Regions from separate parts of the Mus musculus genome. Here region 2 is linked to region 1. The links are chromatin contacts, called in public Hi-C maps. All regions are on one chromosome and are shown on one strand. The core of a region is the stretch at or near the end of the contact, and the rest is flanking DNA. Distances in the headings are between cores, read along the strand shown. Region 1 has its middle 200 kb from the start of Gm33501. Region 2 holds the start of Hand2os1 (Hand2, opposite strand 1).

Region 1 (3,419 bases), core at 445-2,944:
TCATCTTGAAAATCAAGCCATAAAACATCAGGACAAGGGATGATCCTGATGACCAAATCTGCTCCCCTACCACGGCAGCCGTCTACACTCCCAAAATTTTATGGGCCTCCCTAAGTGACTCAAGAGATGAGAATTGTACTACTTCTCTTGGGAGATTTTTTTTTTTTTTTTTGCCTTTAAATCTTACCCGTTAAGAAAGTCTTCCTGATGAAACATTTTCCCTTTTCTTCAGTTCATTCATTACCCAGAGATAATCCCCTAAAGACCACCTTCCCAATCCCTCTCCTTCTCTGGGACTTATATCGTCAATTATCTGCAAATGACTATCAGCAGCAGCCCCCCGCCCACCCGTGCTTACTCCTTAGCTCTTCAGCCAACCTCCACACATGCAGTTCTCTTCATCTTTCCTCATACATCAAAACCTCCAGCTGCTTAATCATTTTAGCTCCTCTAATAAGCAGAGAATTGGAGGGGGGATTATGGTTTCCTTCTCAAGTTTTTCTCATGTCAGCTGCATCCCTTCTTCTCAGCCTTATGCCAGATCTCTGTATGCCAATAGCCATTCATCAGCAGAAATGAGGTTTTCCTGGAATGCTGTGCTCTATGGCGAAAAGGGGGTGGGGGAAAGCCCTCTACCCATAAGTTATTTCAACGGTGAATTAATATTTATACAAACTATAGTAAAGAGGAAAAATTCCGGAAGAAACTTGGAACAAGCCTACAATTTTAACCCACTGAGAAACTTTTGAACTTAAGTACAAATTACAGAATAGTGTTTCTCTTAAATGTGAGCTAGCAAAAGAGTCAATTGCCCTTTGGGAAAGAAAGCATTAAGGGAAACAATGAGAAGAGACCCTCTTCTTTAAGCACTCTTTGCATAATTGGCAGTTACCTTGGTCTCTAAAGAGACTCATTGACTTCTTTTCTTAGCACCAGGTGGACCTACCCTCCTCTGCCCAACAGAACCTTCTCTTTTGCCCAGTTTCTTCCCCAAACTCACCCACTATCAAGATCAAGCATCAGCCCCATCCTCTTCAGGAAAGCTGCCTTAAACACTAAACCTCATGATGTTTAAATATGTATGTCATCAAAATATGTTGTCTCATTACTCATTTTTTACTGTTTAATGACCTTTACCTCAGTGTGGATTTATCATATATATTCATTATATCCCTAAAGAATTAGTCCATTGTTCTTTGTTTTGGTTTGTTTAGCAAAATAGTTGTTTGAGATATTCCTTTTTTTCTAGTTGCAGTGGGAACCCATGAGAAAGCTCACAAAATTTGAAAAATGTTAAGCATTCATAAAACATTACATTTATTGGTATATAAAAATAGGCACACAATTATTAACATGCAAAAACTTCTTTCCTGCACTTTAGTTTCTACTCCTGGAGTAAAATAAGATTTAGAAATGCCATTATATCTGTATTTCACATGGAACTTTATTTCCATGTTTTCTAGAATTCCATCCATACCTTTTACCGCCTATAAAAACTCTTGCTATTTTTTATTTTCACTAATAATAGTCTACTTCTCTTCATTCTTTTAATCTCTCTCCCTGAAGAGTTAATGATATGAAGGCAGATATTCCAGTTGTTGTAATCCCAATTGTTTTAGAGCCTAGTAGTCAGAGATCAGCACCATTAGTCATAGTACAAGTGAAATGGTCACAGACTGTTCCCATCAACAAAGCCCTGCTCCTTGGCATTTCCTGTAAAGCTCTGTGTGTCTTGCATTTCTCTTTTCTTCTTTAGCTATTGAACAAGTAGCCCGGATTTAAAGGGGCCTCTGTAAATGTGTGCCACATAGCTGAATCACAGGCCCAAATTTACCAACAACAGCCACAGTTTTACTTTCGAATTTGTTGTCCTTCTCCTACCATTTCCAGATTCCTAAAAGCTCTGTTGTGTTTCTTGCAGTGGCCCCTCACTGAGGAAGACACTGTGCATCTTGATGACACCTCAGACTCTAAGGATATCCTAAATGAAGCCAATCTCTGAAATCTCCTGCATGTGTAAATAGAAAACACTCCCCCCAAATCACTCAGGTAAACCTCATAAACAGTAATTGGGGGCCTCCAGATACCACTGAGCTCCTACAGGCTGGAAATGGATTCTTGCTTTTAGAATGTTTTCACTATACAACTAACAGCACCATAGAGATACTTTGATTTCTATACTCATGTGACAAGTTAATAGGCATCTGAAAATTATGTGTAGGCACTCCAAACAGAACTTCACCCATCTTCTTTCCATTCTTACTCAATTCTGGTAGCCTATCTGTACTCCTTTGCTGAGTCCATTTGAAGAATAACAATAGAAAAACAAGCTATTCTTTGAAATGAGATTCAGTTGAAATCCATATTTCTTTTACCCAATTTTGGACAAATTATTGTTGAATTTGTTTCTTTCCTTGTGTAGCTAGAACACTACTGACCTCAATTATATAGTGATTAGCTGAAAAGGCTATAGAGTCAGGCTGTCTGAGTTGAGTTCTCACCACTGACTTTCCTTGAGTCAATTACAACTTTATCTCTGTGTGTTTGTCATTTAAAGTACCTTAGTGACAGTGAAGCTCATGTGAGTTGAATGAGATAATCTGTGTACAGAGACTGGGCAACTGATGCATAAGATATTTACTGGTCTGTATGATCTATAAATATGTATTTCATTTCATTCTTAAGACACAATCAGACACATGGAAATGAATAACCAAGTAACTGCCAATGCTGAAATCAGTGAGAATCTGAATAAACAAATTTTACATTATCTCTGCCACAAATGTCTGGCTTCAGATAGTGCTTTAACTAATAAAATCACTATGCAGAAAAGCATTTGTTTAGGAAATAGTGTTGGGAACCATCTCTTCAATAGAAGTATGTGTTTTTCAGTTGTGAATAAAAAAACCACTACAAATTTCCAGAAAGCAGGCTATTATCGTGTGTTACTAATTAGTTTTTGATTTATTATCTAAACCTTTAGGTACATTTCAAAATGTACATTAATTAATTAATTAATTAATTAATTACCTTCCAGTCATTTTGTTTGTTTTCTGTTTTGTGTATTAAGATGGTGTCTTACTATGTAACCCCAACTTAGCTTCAAACTCTCAGAAATCCTTGTGCCCTGAACCCTTAAATTCTGAGACTATTAGAATGTACAAATAAACCCAGCTTGTAGTGTTTTTTAAGTAATCACTAAAAACTTTTAATTTTTTTAAATGTAATAGCACCAATTCTAATATATAGTATAACTGGAGGAGACATTGAAACTGCTACTAAAAGCTAACAAAGAAGTATGCTCACTCTAAATCACCAAACCAAGAGTGTGAATACAGTGAACCATGCTTTTCTTTGCTTATGTAGATTCTGTATTTCAGGGAAAGCTGGACCAGCTCTTCACGTTACTTTCCTCACCT
Region 2 (3,149 bases), core at 28-2,527, 230 kb after region 1:
ACAGACTCTAGGGACATGGGAAGGACTGTCCATGCAGGATTCTTAACTTGGGGTTCTCTTTAATGTCTGGGACCAGAGTGCTTCTGCCTCCAAAAAGCGATGCCAACGGTGGGAGTCACTTGTGTCCCCTCTGCTTGCCTCCTCAGGTCCAAGGCCAGCTATCGGTGTGATCAAATTTACAGCCTAAGGGCTTCTGTTGACACCCTATTACACAGGGACCTTCTTCGTGTGAGTGAAAAGAAGAGATCCTCATACAGGCCAGCCGGAGGGTGGTTTTGCCTCCTTCCACTGACCGCCCCTATCCCGCGCTGCTGGGGAATCTCCTAGGTGCCCCGAGGCCCGCTAACTTACAAGTGGAGATCCATTTTCCGTTCTAATGCGTTCAAGATCGCCAAGGCAAGCAGTCTAAACATCCACGAGCCTTCCTCCCTGCCTGTCTCTTAAACGTCCGTTTAATGGCTCCCCTCCGATAACTAAACCTGCTTTCCACAGATGCCCGCTTTTATGAGGGAGGCAGGAATGCAGAGATATATTTATATGTTTGTTCATAAAAACTAGAAAATAAGCTCCGAACACGCTGTAAAAACTATTCAGTTACTTACCAAACAGGCTAGTTAAGCAGGAGGAACACGGATATTCGCCACACCACAGATTCGAGAAATCGAGGTGCCCCACTTTGAAAATCTTCGCAATCTCTGTTAGGGTTGCTGCAAATGAGTGTGGGCACAAACTGAAGGTCTCATCCGCGTTCTCTGCAAGTTGTCATCCTAACTTGGGTCATCCACTTCAGTGCCTAAGCAAACAGGCCACTGCAACTTTGCCAAAGTGTGCCGGGTCAGAGGAGCGCTGGCGCTCTAGCCTGGTCAAAGAGACTCGGCTCACTCCCAATCGCACCTTAATGGGATTCCATACCGCCACCTCCAGACTCTTGTCGCCACCACCACCCACCCCAAATCCCCTCCCCAGCCCAGCACAAAACTATAGGAGACTGTCGGCTCAGTTTTCTGCCTCGGTTACCTACAAAACACTTGAAAAGGCATAATCTGCGTTCCTTTCTCTATTCACCCCACCCCTGTAATCAGAAAAGAAAGCGAAATAATACTGTACCTGGTTTAAGATTCTTCAGTATTGGGGGGAAATATTTTAATAGCGAAGCATCTGTTAAACACTTGCATTAACCTATGGCTGATAAAAGGGTTTTTTTTTTACCCTGCCCCCCCCCGTTTTAATTATCTTATGGTTATGAGTGGACAACCAATCCTAGAAGAGGACCTCGGCAATTAGCAACGTGAACATCAAAAAGTTTTATTGCGGAGAGCGCGAGGCGCCGCCCCCGCCGCCCCGGGATTGGCGTGAGGAGCCTCTGACGACATATATTAACCCGAGCGGCCCTAAAGATGTAGCTGTACATGGAGATCTTGCTGGGAAAATCGGCTTGCTCCCCTCACCGCGTCCAGCCCAAGAGAACCGCCGCCGCTGCCACCCAGGAGCTTCCGCGGCCACTGTCTGAGCACACCCCTCCGAGAGTCCATTCGCCGCTTCCCAGCTCCGAGGTGCCTTCAAGGGCCCAAGATTCTTGTCCGGAGAGGAGAGGATCTTAGAAAATGGATGCGCTGAGACCTCTCTGCAAAGCCTCCGAGAGAGCCTGAGGAGCGAGGACGGACACGTTCCTTACAGCTTTAAAAACAAATCACACTCAAGGACCAAAACAACAACCAAATAATTTTTATTAAAACAATAAGCGCCCAAGAACCCAGATCGAGCTGGTGGGGGAGGGGAAGGGGCAGGAAGGGGGAGGGTCGCACCGAGGTAGCTCCACGCTAAGCTGCGACCCCGCCGCCTCCCGGCACAGCCGGGCCGGCTCCTGCAGCCCCAGCTTGGACTCGCCCCGGATTCCAGGTCATCTTCGGAGTCAGGAGTCCCGTGGCCGGCGTCTGCGGGACTGCCTCGCGGGAGCCGGCCGGCACTTTTGCATGAGCACCGGAGCGCTCTGCCTGGTCGCTGCAGCGGGGAACGCGGGAGCCGGCGCGCGGGCTGTAGAGCTGGGCGGGCGGCGGCGGCCAGCAAGGGCGCACCGTGCCGGGACCAGCTCGCCGCGCCCCATGGGGAGCCGGCGGCCGCGGCACAGCTGAGGCGGGCCCGGCGGGCCAGGCGCGGGCCCCGGGCTGCAGCGGCCCCCTCTGCGGCTGCAGGGCCGGCCCGGGAGCCCGGGGGTTGGGGGGTGGGGGGTGGGGAAGGCCGCCGATCGCCGAGGTCGGAGCCCGATCGGAGGGCGCGGCGGGGCTGCGCGCACGCTGGGGCGCGTGGAGGGCCACGGAAGGCGAGATGAGTCTGGTGGGGGGCTTTCCCCACCACCCCGTGGTGCACCATGAGGGCTACCCATTCGCCGCAGCCGCCGCCGCCGCTGCCGCCGCCGCCGCCAGCCGCTGCAGCCACGAGGAGAACCCCTACTTCCACGGCTGGCTTATTGGCCACCCGGAGATGTCGCCCCCCGACTACAGTATGGCCCTGTCCTACAGCCCCGAGTACGCCAGCGGTGCCGCGGGCCTGGACCACTCCCATTATGGGGGAGTGCCGCCCGGCGCCGGGCCTCCCGGCCTGGGGGGGCCGCGCCCGGTGAAGCGCCGGGGCACCGCCAACCGCAAGGAGCGGCGCAGGACTCAGAGCATCAACAGCGCCTTCGCCGAGCTGCGCGAGTGCATCCCCAACGTGCCCGCCGACACCAAACTCTCCAAGATCAAGACACTGCGCCTGGCCACCAGCTACATCGCCTACCTCATGGATCTGCTGGCCAAGGACGACCAGAACGGAGAGGCGGAGGCCTTCAAGGCGGAGATCAAGAAGACCGACGTGAAAGAGGAGAAGAGGAAGAAAGAGCTGGTCAGTACTAAGGGATCGAGGCTGGTGAGGGACTCGGGGTTCTTGGGACCGCTGTTCTGGTCTTTCCATTCAGGCTGAGAAATTGTGTGCCACATTCTTTGCGTAGGGAGCCAGGTTGTGGAGTAGGGATGGTTTCCTCAAAAGCAAGACAGGAGGATGTCAGCAGCAGAATGTCTTCCTTCGAAGTTGCAAGCTCCTCTCTCCATTTAGGACCGACCTTCCAAAATGTAGGAGCTCACCAATCTCCCAGTCACACTGGCCAGGTCCCC

Evidence for each region. Hi-C and Micro-C count contacts between places; a contact is called where the count stands out from the background.
Region 2: a Hi-C map of uterus shows a contact between it and region 1, with 2.4 times the contacts expected there. The contact joins the promoter of Hand2os1 here to the enhancer-like site in region 1. A contact is called at or near these places in 1 of 39 promoter capture datasets (stem cell-derived epiblast-like cells), 3 of 484 Hi-C or Micro-C datasets (uterus and ventricular fibroblasts) and 2 of 115 datasets of contacts at active chromatin or transcription factors (embryonic limb bud and heart atrium).

Annotation. Positions count from the first base shown.
Region 1 is chr8:57,085,332-57,088,750 of GRCm38.p6, forward strand. No RefSeq gene overlaps it. Among named protein-coding and RNA genes, the nearest start is that of Gm33501, 200 kb to the left of the region's middle. Within about 2 kb of position 1,695, at least 5 of the 459 cell types and tissues checked have an H3K27ac peak or open chromatin away from gene starts, as enhancers often do.
Region 2 is chr8:57,319,582-57,322,730 of GRCm38.p6, forward strand. It overlaps Hand2os1 (Hand2, opposite strand 1), which reads right to left and starts at 1,278. Exons shown (of 6, transcript NR_154048.1): 1 at 1,108-1,278; 2 at 603-707. It overlaps Hand2 (heart and neural crest derivatives expressed 2), which reads left to right and starts at 1,402. Exons shown (of 2, transcript NM_010402.4): 1 at 1,402-2,880. The coding sequence starts at 2,326.